Regions from separate parts of the Danio rerio genome. Here region 2 is linked to region 1. A link is a contact called in public Hi-C data. All regions are on one chromosome and are shown on one strand. The core of a region is the stretch at or near the end of the contact, and the rest is flanking DNA. Distances in the headings are between cores, read along the strand shown.

The links. Hi-C and Micro-C count contacts between places; a contact is called where the count stands out from the background.
Region 2: a contact with region 1 is called in a Hi-C map of embryo, with 1.5 times the contacts expected there. The contact joins the enhancer-like site here to the promoter of stk36 in region 1. A contact is called at or near these places in 3 of 18 Hi-C or Micro-C datasets (caudal fin, embryo and hematopoietic stem cells) and 1 of 4 datasets of contacts at active chromatin or transcription factors (gastrula embryo).

Annotation. Positions count from the first base shown.
Region 1 is chr5:31,006,247-31,012,260 of GRCz12tu, reverse strand. stk36 (serine/threonine kinase 36 (fused homolog, Drosophila)) reads right to left here and starts at 2,782. Exons shown (of 20, transcript NM_001077571.2): 1 at 2,282-2,782; 2 at 717-857; 3 at 309-386. The coding sequence starts at 2,365. It overlaps zgc:158412, which reads right to left. Exons shown (of 5, transcript NM_001080025.2): 5 at 3,119-3,932. The coding sequence ends at 3,516.
Region 2 is chr5:31,048,500-31,054,513 of GRCz12tu, reverse strand. phldb1a (pleckstrin homology-like domain, family B, member 1a) reads left to right here. Exons shown (of 19, transcript XM_073952263.1): 17 at 4,367-4,586. LOC141385829 (a long non-coding RNA gene) reads right to left here. Exons shown (of 4, transcript XR_012406903.1): 4 at 1-2,455. Among named protein-coding and RNA genes, the nearest start is that of atf5a, 16 kb to the right of the region's middle. Within about 2 kb of position 2,378, at least 21 of the 62 cell types and tissues checked have an H3K27ac peak or open chromatin away from gene starts, as enhancers often do.

The DNA.
Region 1 (6,014 bases), core at 1,533-4,032:
GCGATTCTGCAGGTCAGAGTTCACCAAGCTTGAACTTTCCAATGCAGCGAACTACAAAACTACATGACCTTGCGTTTTCGGTCTGACGCATTTGTGTGCGTATGAATGGAAGTCTGTGGGGAGAAAAGTGTAGTGTGACCACAGCTTTACAGGTCTTCAGTCTCTGCTAATGAGCTGATGATCTGAATCAAGTGTGTTTGTTTAAGGAGACATGGAAAACGTGCAGAGCTGGTGGTCCTCCAGGAACATAGTTAAGAAACACTGCCCTAAACAACAAATCTAAAACATTGCAGTGCCACCATGTGTACCTGCTTCTCAGGTAAACTCCCGTCATCCTCCAGGATCTGAAACAGTTCCCCCTCTGCATACTCTGTCACCACCACCACCTGCCAGAGGAATACATGCTGTAATTATTCCTCTGACACACAAATTCAGTTTTTTTTACCCAATTCTTTATTCAGTTAAACATTTTATGGGACGATCAAAGTCCCACGCTTACTGCATTTGTACCAATGCCAATATCCCAACGTCTAAACATATATTACATTTTGCCAACAAGAATCGTTCCCTGGAGATTTGAATGTTAAAATCCTGAACCCTGGGAGCTATGTATCAATTCAACAAGCCGTTATACTGGAAGCACCAGGTTATAAGAACAGAGATGCAACAGTAGAAAATGTAACATGACTTTGGAGAGCAGGCTGTGACAATCATACCTCCCTCTCTGTCTCAAAACTGTCTAAAAGCAGCACTATGTTGGGATGCTTAAGCCCCCTCATGATGTCAATCTCTCTTTTCAAACTGCGCAGGTCCTTCTCTGAGCGGCCAACTTTGGGAATGAACTTCAAAGCCACAACCTAGAAAATAAAAATGGCTGATGTTATTCACAGAAAGAGATTTACTGCTATAACTGATAGAAAGAAGTGTTTTAAAGGGAATTTGAGCTGTTGAATAATTCACCCTTGGGGTGTTCTAAGCATATGTAACTTCTCTCTTTAGTAATTTTTTTTAGCTGTGGTCTTTGGTGATTCATTAAATGCCATCGCCACTTTGAAAGTCTTACAAAAACATATTTGAATGAATACTTGTAGGCCCTAATGACACACGAGGTCTTAAAAGTCAAATCGATCAGTCTGTCCAAGAAACTGAACATTGCTTACCTTAAATTTACAGCTTCTCCAAAGGGTCCTTGGAGCATTCACAACCATTCGGAGCATATACAACAAAGCTTTTGGTTGTATATAAAGTCATATGCGTGGGCACTTAAACAAATTGAGTTTGTTAAATAGGACGTGCGTGTGATGTACTGTCCACCAAAACGCTATTATGAATTTGCTTATTATGAATGCTTCCAACTATATAAAAGCTTGTAAAAAGCTTGTCAGCTCATGCGTCATGTTGTTTTGACTCTAAAAATGTTAGTAACGTTAGCTGTTGACCTGCGTGTTATGTATCACCATGAACCAGGTGTTCAGTACTATTTTTTTGGGTTTTTTTCATTGTTTTCTATTCTACTTAAGGATAAATGTCACATACTTTTCAGGATTCATACACATTTTTATTACTAAAATTCCATGACTTTTCCAAGACTTTCAAGTATCATGACCTAATGTTTCATGCAATGTCTACATATGCATGGTAAAAAAATACAAAGCATGTTCAAATTTCTTACAGCATATCGTAAAATACGCAGCAATCTACTTAGTTTCAATTTATGTCTATGTAAAATTGATTTAGATAATGCTTACACCGCACTCATAATGTGAGAGTATGTGATTGGCCAAGGACATAATAGAAGTCAAGACAACTAACCTATATTCAAGTATACAGATATTTGTCTTTCATGACTTTTTCTAAAACTCTGTGGGTTTTTCTGTTTTTCCAAAACTTTTTCAGGTCTGGAAAATGCCATGTCAAAATTCCATGACTTTTCCAGATATTTTATGACCGTATGAACCCTGTTTGTTGATGGCATGATGATGAACTATATCTTTAAGTGTGTATAGATGATAACCTGAAGTAGTTTCATGAACAAAAAATCTTTACAATTTTAAATTGAAAAAAAAAGTAATATAAACACACACACAACGACACAAACAAATTAATTAAAAAATAAATGTATACCAAATACGTTCTACCTAATAAGGTTTGTCTTTTATTGTAGAAATGGGATGGATGGATGAATGGATGGATGGATGGATGAATGGATGGCTGGATGATGGATGGATAGATAGACAGACAGATATCTTTTTGAAACCTCTGACGCAAACGCAGCGCTCACCTGGCCGCTGAACTTCCTGCGACCTTTGTACACTCGTCCGAATGACCCTTCTCCGATAACCTCCAAAATATGGTACTGATCCATCTCCAGCGACGTTGACAGAGACGAAGACTTTACAGGTAACTAACGTTGCAAAAACGCACAAACGTTGCTCAGTGAATAAAACGTACCGCTAAGCACATAACTTAGACCGTTTTCTCCTCATTGATCGTTTCGCAAGTGAACAGCAAATGAAAGCATGACAGGCTAGGGCTAAACGAAGCAGTAGGGTAAGCTAGTGAACAGCGGAAACTTTCTCATTTGATCCTTATGACTAACGTTACTGCAAAACAACGTCTATATTTTCATTCCTACTTCCGAGCACAGAATTAAACATAAACCCAATACTAGTAGGTGTCATCAAGATAAACGGAGTTTAAGATTAACACGATCGCAAAGATTGAGCAAACTTCAGAAAGTTTGACGTGCGCTGCTGTCCAGAGGAACAAAAACAAAAAGCGCCTAGCAACGTGGTGGCTAACCAGTAGAAGCCCTTTTAAAAGTTACTACAAAACCCAAAAACTTATTGAGACGGGTGTGTTTGAAAACATTCGTTTATACTTTTATTAGCTTTATATTTTAATTGGTTGAAAACGTATGATTTAAAAGCGGTATATAGACTAAATTGAGCGAAATTTGAACAGGCGATGTGTTCGTGTCCTCATTCACTCCTGTCACTAAGGGGGCCTTCACTTATCAACACGGTGGCGTCCTGACAACAGCGCTCGTGTCGAGGGGTGAGTTCAGTGTCAGAACAGCTGCTCTTGATCTTCTGTTCTATGAAGATAACAGACTTTCTTCAAACCAAAACATATTTATTTTTCAAATTCACGTTTTTTTTCAAAGAGCTACCATTTTTGTTGAGCAGAAAAATGTTGGTTTATGTTATGTTTCCAGTCAAAATGTACGTTTTTGGGAGTAATATTACACTTGGAATTGTAAGAAAGAGGGGGAAATGGAGCATTACCTCTAATTTATTCTAAAACGCTTGGAAATTAAAAAATGCACAATTAAACCATGAATTAACTAGACTAACAGCACATGTTTTACTGTATCTATATGTGGTATGCAGTTTTTTATGACCAGCATTTCATCGTTATGATGAATCTATATAATCTCCTTTTGTGTAAGAATAGAGAGGCTGCATAATTGCAAAATGATTAGTCCACAGTCCTGTAATTGTCATTGAGGCCTCTTAAAAAGCTCTTCTGGTCTCATATGACAACCAGGATCCTGTTCCATCATCTTTAGCCCAGGATGTAGTGTCACTGAGAGACACCACTCCACCACTGGCCTCCTCTGAAGTGACGGCTGTCATCTTCACCACAGCCAGATCTCCAGGAGTCGACATGTACGGTGGGCAGGAGTAGCTGGAGGCAGAGGTGTAAGATGGTGCTGTGTATGGGACGTCCTCCAGAGGCTGTAGAGTATATGGCTGAGAGCTGGATGGGATGGAGCTCCCACTCCGACCAGAGGTCAGACGGTACGGAGAGGAACTGCCTGAGTCAGGCCCAGCTAGGGATGGTGAGTCTGCCACGGGGGCTGCAGCCTCAGGACATAAGACTTCTGTCTGATTGACCGAGTCCTCTGATGGCTGATCCCATGGGTCTCTCTGTAGCATAGAGAAACATCATTGCTTAGTAATATTTTCACTTAAATGGGTTTTGCTCCATCTATTAATTTATTTAAAAATATGTTTCTGCATTTAAATAAAATGTCATAAATATTTTGGGGTATTGGTGGTCCATTCTGATGTGGTGACCCCTGATACAACATCCTGAAGCTGAAGGAAAATGTGTGAGTGAGTGAGTTTGGAGTGTAAAATCAGATTATTATTATTCCTTGAAAAAAAAAAAGAAAAAAAAAGTCTGTATATACAGTGCTCAGCACATATAAGTACACCCCTCACAAATCTCTCTTTTACATTTATATGTTTAATAGGAAGCTTTACAATATTATATTTGTGCATATACATTAGATTAGTCAGTACTAAAGCCAAATTTGGAGCTCAACTAACAAAATAACTTATGATAACGGTCTAAAAACTAGAACACCTAAATTTATATCTTATAAAAAATATTAAATACAAATTTTAAAAAGAGGAAAAATCAAGAAAAGCAATTCAATTATTTGAATAAATACATCTGTTTATCTGTTTTGTTTAAATGCACCGAAATACATTGCCTATATTCACTGAGAAATGGATCAAAATATTCACTTTCAAAATGGGGTGTACTCAATTATGCCGAGCACTGTAACTGCAGATATTAGTTGATCTGTTTTTTCTTTTACATTTATTTTTAAAACTTAATTTATAATTTATTAATTTAATAAAAAATACATATGATATTTTAATGGCATCATTGAGGTATTGATATGTACTCATTTCTTTTAAAAAGTTTGGAGTTTTGTCAGATGCTTTATTGTTTTAATCAAATCTGTATTTATTTGGTAAAAAATACAATAAAATAAGTAATATTATTACAATTTATAGCAGGGGTGTCCAAACTCAGTCCTGGAGGGCCGGTGTCCTGCTGAGTTTAGCTCCAACTTGCTTCAACACACCTGTCAGGAAGTTTCTGGTATATCTGGCAAGAGATGATTAGATGGTTCAGGTGTGTTTGATTAGGGTTGGAGCTAAACTCTCCAGGACACCGGCCCTCCAAGACCGAGTGTGGACACCTCTGATTTATAGGAACTGTTTTTTATATCTGTATATTTTACATACATTTTTTATTCCTGTGATGGCATACTTATATTGTCAGCAGTGGTGTAAAGTAACAAATTACAAATACTCAAACTACTGTAATCGAATAGTTTTTCTCAGAAATTGTAATTTGCTAAGTAGTTTTAAAAATGTGTACGTCAGTGTTCAACGTCCAAACTAAAATCAACCAAATATCAATGTCTCATGATGTAACAGCTTGACGTTGTATGGACGTTACCATTATGACGTCTGTCAGATGTTGGATTTTGGTTGTCATACCTGACAAATAAATGTCAGTATTTGATGTCAATATGACGTTGGTTTAAGATTATGGCTCGACGTTGGATTTTGGTCATTTTTTAACACAACCTAAAATCAAGGTTTAACGTCTTATGACGTTGTGTCTCTGCTGGGCATTAACTAAATGCACTACAGAATGTTACGTTTACACACATCCACAAATTAGATGTAAATGCAGCGTAATACTCACTACTCGCATGTACTTTTGAAAGGTCTTTTTACTCATACTTTGAGTAATATTTACAACAGATACTTCAACTCTACTTGCACCTCATTTTTGGACAAGTAATTTTTTCTGTAACTTTTACCTACAGAAAGTATGATTTTTCAGTACTTTTTCCACCACTGATTTTTTGCTAAATAAAAGTTTAAAAGAACAGCATTCATTTGTAGTAGAAATCTTTTGTAGCTCCTATCCTTATTGGCTATTAATAAAACTATTTTAAAAAATCCTATATGAATCACCAAAAAAAGTATGTAAATATTAAAATATTTAAATATAAAGAACTAAAAAATTTATTACAGATTATTTTAAAAGTCATTCCAGTAATATTGTTTATCTGTGCCAATTATATATATTTTATAATTATAGCTGTGGTGTTGCCTCTGTGAGTTTGTGAACTATGTCTTTACTATTACCATTTTAGTCATTGATCTTATCGTGAAAGGCCATTTAGAGCCATTAAA
Region 2 (6,014 bases), core at 1,129-3,628, 43 kb before region 1:
GGTCTTAGTAATAGAGACGATCTCAAAACATAAAGCATTCCCCAGTCAGAAAGAAAAGGGACAATACTTAATAATAATAAGACTTTCATTAATAAGTCATTAATAAACATTAATATTTATAATCGTTATGTTTTATAGATCAGTAGTTCATGTACATTCATATATATATTCATATATGTATGTATATGTATATATGGGTCAGGGATGTTGTCCTCGGGTTACTTAAATATACATCAAAGAGGTAAATAAAACTAAGGAAAATATCTTGAACATGGTGTACTTCTTGTCAGTGGCTCATGTTTTTTTTTGCCAAAAACAATGGAAAATCAATGAAAGGTCACATTTTTTTGCAGACAACCATAATTTGTAATTTCTCCACAAAATAATCAAAAACATTCTAGAATTTTACTAATTTATCTCTAACTTTATTGAATTTGTGTTTTTTTTTTTTTACAAGAATACAGATATTGTGTGTGTAATGTTCGTGCAAAATGTGTCATCTTTGTCTCACAGAAGTGGTAAATGTCTTGGAAATACAGTACACAACATTTGAAGATGACCAAAAAAGTTTATCAAAACTGTCCTAAGACACTTAATGGGTGTCGTTCAGTTGTTTAAGGACAACTTTGATGAAAGATCCAAATGTTGATGACTTTATACATTCACCGGCCACTTTATTAGGTATACCTTACTAGTACCGGGTTGGACCCCATTTTGCTTTTAGAACTGCCTTAATCCTTCATGACATAAATTTAACAAGGTACTGGAAATATTCCTCAGAGATTTTGGTCCATATTGACATGATGGCATCACGCAGTTGCTGCAGATTTGTCGGCTGCACATCCATGATGCGAATCTCCTGTTCCCCCACATCCCAGAAATCGAGACTCATCAGACCAGGCAACGTTTTTCCAATCTTCTATTGTCCAGTTTTGGTGAGCCTGTGTGAATTGTAGCCTTAGTTTCCTCTTCTTAGCTGACTGGAGTGGCACCTGGTGTGGTCTTCTTCTTTTGTAGCCCATCAGCCTCAAGGTTAGATATGTTGTGTGTTCAGAGATGCTCTTCTGCATACCTCGGTTGTAACGAATGGTTATTTGAATTACTGTTGCCTTTCTATCAGCTGGAACCAGTCTGGCCATTCTCCTCTGACCTCTGGCATCAGCAAGGCATTTGCGCCCACAGAACTGCCTCTCACTGGATATTTTCTATTTTTCAGACCATTCTCTATAAACCCTAGATATGGTTGTGCGTGAAAATCCCAGTAGATCAGCAGTTTTTGAAATACTCAGACCAGCCCGTCTGGCACCAACAAACATGCCACGTTCAAAGTCAAATCTTAAATCACCTTTATTCCCCATTCTGATGCTCGGTTTGAACTGCAGCAGATCGTCTTGACCATGTCTACAGGCCTAAATGCATTGAGTTGCTGCCATGTGATTGGCTGATTAGAAAGTTGCGTTAACAAGCAGTTGGACAGGTGTACCTAATAAAGTGACCTACTGAAGTGGCCAGTTAAACTGAGCAAGACATAACCAACATGCAGAAAGTCAGCACCTCTAATTTTTTACATTTATAAATGGGCTGATTAGCAAAATATATTGTATATAATTATAGAAAGTATCATTACGCCGGTATCAAACAATATACAGTAGTACAGCAAAAGAGCTTATTTTAACATGTATATTAACCATATAATTAGTCAATTGCTTTATTATACATGTGTTCAGAATAAATATGTTTTAAAGAAATAAATAGCAGGTAACATGTAAAAGTCTCATCAGTAAATATTAATCCAGTGAAATCAACAGTGAGAAAAAGCCATATTATAGTTATTATTATAAAGTAAAAAAAAATACAATAGGACTCAGATTATATTGTGTTATAAGTCATTAACTAAGAAATTAAAATGACCAAAGATGAATAAATACATTTGTAGTTGTCATTACACTGACTTTAGTTAAATGAACTGATGTTAAATGGAGAATTACTGTACAGAGTTATCAAACAAAAGACCTGTAGTCACAGAAATTCTAATATAGACGAGATTAACATCTGAAAATAAATCACTTATTCAGTCTGTTCATTATCACAGCATATGGAATATCGGCACGTCTAAGCATCATTATGTTGGTGTTATAAATAGAGGCGTTTGAATGTAAGCAGAGTGTAGTAATGCTGCGCACACACTGGAACAGACAGTTTCAGTGTTTGTGTACAACTCTGAACGCAGCGGTGTGCTTCTCTGGAGCCGCTCGGGGGTCACTGAATGTTTTGAGTTGCTCTTTAAAAGTCTTTATGAGGTCACTGGCTCAGCTTGACTGGGCAGACGGGAGGCATGAATGCACCGAGAGCAGCTCCGCACAGCAGGAGGACGAGGGGAGACGCGCAGACAGATGGTGAAAGCGAGACAGCAGAATCTAGAGGCAGGGAAGGGCAGCCCGCGAGGACAGCGGCGCTTAAACACAGAAATAAGTGACATAAGCAAAACAATGGATTGAGAACGGCATGCTTTTTCTCTGCTTAAATCAACCATCTTCATTGTGATGAAAGAGACTATCATGTTCTGTTCTGATTGATAAACTAACTATCATGTCATGTTTCTCTAAAAATATTGGAAGCACCGATAAGGAAATTGTGACAGATATACATTTGAAGTCAGAATTATTAGCCCCCCTAAATTATTAGCCCCCCTGTTTAATTTTTCCCCAATTTCTGTTTAATGGAGAGAAGATTTTTTTCAACACATTTCTAAACATAATAGTTTTAATAACTCCTTTCCAATAACAGATTTATTTTATCTTTGCCATGATGACAGTAAATAATATTTGACTAGATATTTTTTAAGACACTTCTATACAGCTTAAAGTGACATTAAAGACTTAACAAGGTTAATTAGGTTAACTCGGCAGGTTAGTGTAATTAGGCAATTTATTGTGTATGGATGGTTTGGTCTGTAGACTATTGAAAAAATAAAGCTTAAAGGGGCTAATAATTTTGACCTTAACATGGCTTCTAAAAACATTTAAACTGCTTTTATTCTAGCCGAAATAAAACAAATAAGACTTTCTCCAGAAGAAAAAATATTATCAGACATACTGTGAAAATTACCTTGCTCTGTTAAACATCAATTGGGAAATATTTAAATAAGACAAAAAAATGCCAACGGGGGGTCTTATTATTATTATTTATATAATAAATAAATTATATAAGTCTTATTATTAATTCTGACTTCAATTGTATGTACAGAAATGGTGGCGTATATATACATTTTCAATAAGGTTGTATTAGTTCTTGTTAGTCAATGCATTTACTAACAAGAAAAAAAAACTATAAACAATACTTTAATTACAGTATTTGCTCAGGTTGGGTAATAAAAATACTGGTGTTCATTGTTCACAATGATGTTATTGTTTAATTATAAATAATAAATGCTTTACAAGTATTCAACCTAGGCTCATTCTAAATATGTTACCCTATATACATTTCTGGAGATCGTGAATTATGTAGCCAGAGCTACGCATGGCTGCACTTCATTTTTGAAACGAACGCTACGGGGCAGTATGATGTTGTTCCTTTTCTCGCTAACCAGCTGACCGCCTATCTACATATAGACTGCTTCCCCGTTGTAACCAGTTTATCCAGTAGCTGGCCATGTACATCTGCGGACTTGAGATGCAGAGAGGAGTTAACCACGACAAGGGTTCAAGTTTGGCAACGAATGGTTCTAGAAAGCAGGTAAGACAAAAACGGTAATGGAAAACAAAAATGAACAAGTAAATAACAGGGTGAGAGAGAGTGTGGTAAAATCTGAAAACATGGTAAAAATCAGGCAAGGGCTTTTCTTTTTCTGGATTGCTTGGTTGGATTTAGAGAAGTGGTTGGGCAGATCAATCTGTGCTTTTAAAACACTATTGGTTGGGTTTAGGGAAGGAGAATGGTGGGTCAGTCGATCGGTCAGTCATTCTGTCAGTCAGAGAACAGCGGCCTCTGGTGGATTTATGTGAGAAGAGCAGGCACGAATGGCACTTGCGAGGGAAATTTGAGATCTCAAAAATGAACGAAAAAGCATACACAACGGCCTCTGGTGGATTCGTGAAAACAAAAACTGTAAAAGAAGTATATTTGTCACTCTCCAGAAATGTATATAGCGGTACGTTTTCAGAATGAGCCTGGGTTAAAAAAAAAACAGCACACATCTGAAACAGATGGAATAATCTATAATCTATTGGTTGATATTTTAACAGTCCATACTGATATGGCTACATATATATTGTTGCATCTCTGATATTGCTACTGTGTGTGTCTGAATTTACAGGTAGATGTAAATATTTGTGATGGCAGCTAATCTGCGTTCTGTCTTCCTCAGGCTCGGCCAATGACACGGTACCTGCCGATCCGAAAAGAGGAGTTTGACCTGCGATCACATGTTGAGTCATCAGGCCACAGCGTGGACACGTGTGCTTATGTCATTGTTACAGAGAAGATGTGTAAGGGTCACCTCGTCAAGATGGGAGGCAAGATCAAATCCTGGAAAAAACGCTGGTTTGTCTTCGATCGACTTAAAAGGACCTTCTCTTATTATGTTGGTAAGACATTATCCTGAATTCTTTTTTTAAAAGAACTTTATTTTTTTATTTTATTTTTTCATGAGTTGAAATGTGTCCTGAATGATTAATAATTTTCTTTCTGAGAAAAAGTTGTTGAGGTTTTACTATGGTTTAAAAAAGACACCCACTACAGTCTAACAGTAGATTATGTACCAAAAGATCTTGTTCGGTAAATTTAGAACAAGAATCATTTGATGACATTTGATTACAGTGGAGAACAAAAATACCAATTATTGATCTTTATTCTGCCGCTACCCTTAAAAAAACAAGCATGTTGTATTATTTCCTGTAATATTCTTTCTTCTTCAGAAAGTCTTTTATGTTTTATTTTAGCTATAAAAAAAAATTTAAAACCATTTTAAGGTCAAAATTATGTGGCCCGTTAAGCTATTTTTTTAAGTCTACAGACCAAACCATAATTTTATACAATAACTTGCCTAATTACCCTAACCTACCTAGTTAACCTAATTAACCTAGTTTAGCTTTTAATGTCACTTTAAGCTGTATAGAAGTGTCTTAAAAAATATCTAGTCAAATTTTATTTACTGTCATCATGGCAAAGATTAGAGAAATTGGTTATGAAAGCTATTTAGAAATGTGTTTTGGCAAAAATATACAATAATTCAGGGCTAATAATGTATGAGGGCTAATAATTAAGACTGTATATATTTATTCATTAATTTTCCTTTGACTTCAAAAGATATTCTTACAAAAATATAAAAGTGTTAAAGAGAAAAAAATCTAAATAAGTAATCTCATTGTGGTTAAATTGCCATTTTTTTATCTCGTAAATAGTATTTGATAGCATTCATAATTTCTTTTTGGGTCTTTTTGATATTTTTAATTGCGATAGAAGACATTTTAGCACATTTCATGTTGTTTTGTTTATATTTATGTATAATATATCTTAAGGAAAAGGTCGCCACAGCAGAATGAACCCCTTATATATCTTAAGTACAAGTCAGAACAAGAGTCTGTTTTTTTTTTTTTTTTCCATAAATATATTAGTTATGCTTAATGACAATGTCAGACAATGTCTGTAATTACACCAGTATCTTCGCTCAACCTACCTATTTACTCCCCTTTTAAATATACTAAACCTGTCCCTAAACTAAACCAATGAATTCTTTGGCAATACAATGTAAACAGCAAGTTTCGAGACACCTAAAAAAAACACCTGATAAGAAAAAAAATTACTACTTCTAAATCTTAATTTATTTTCTGACAAAGTGATAGTGATTTATTTTTAAATGTAAATAAGAGAACGTGTTTGTTTCTATTTTTTGCCAACTGCATAATATTTAATAACAACTTACCTAACAAACAGAAGAAATAGAAATAAACAAACAAACCAAAAGCATTTGACGGCACTGACAAAGTGGCATGTTCTAGAGAAACGTTTTATCT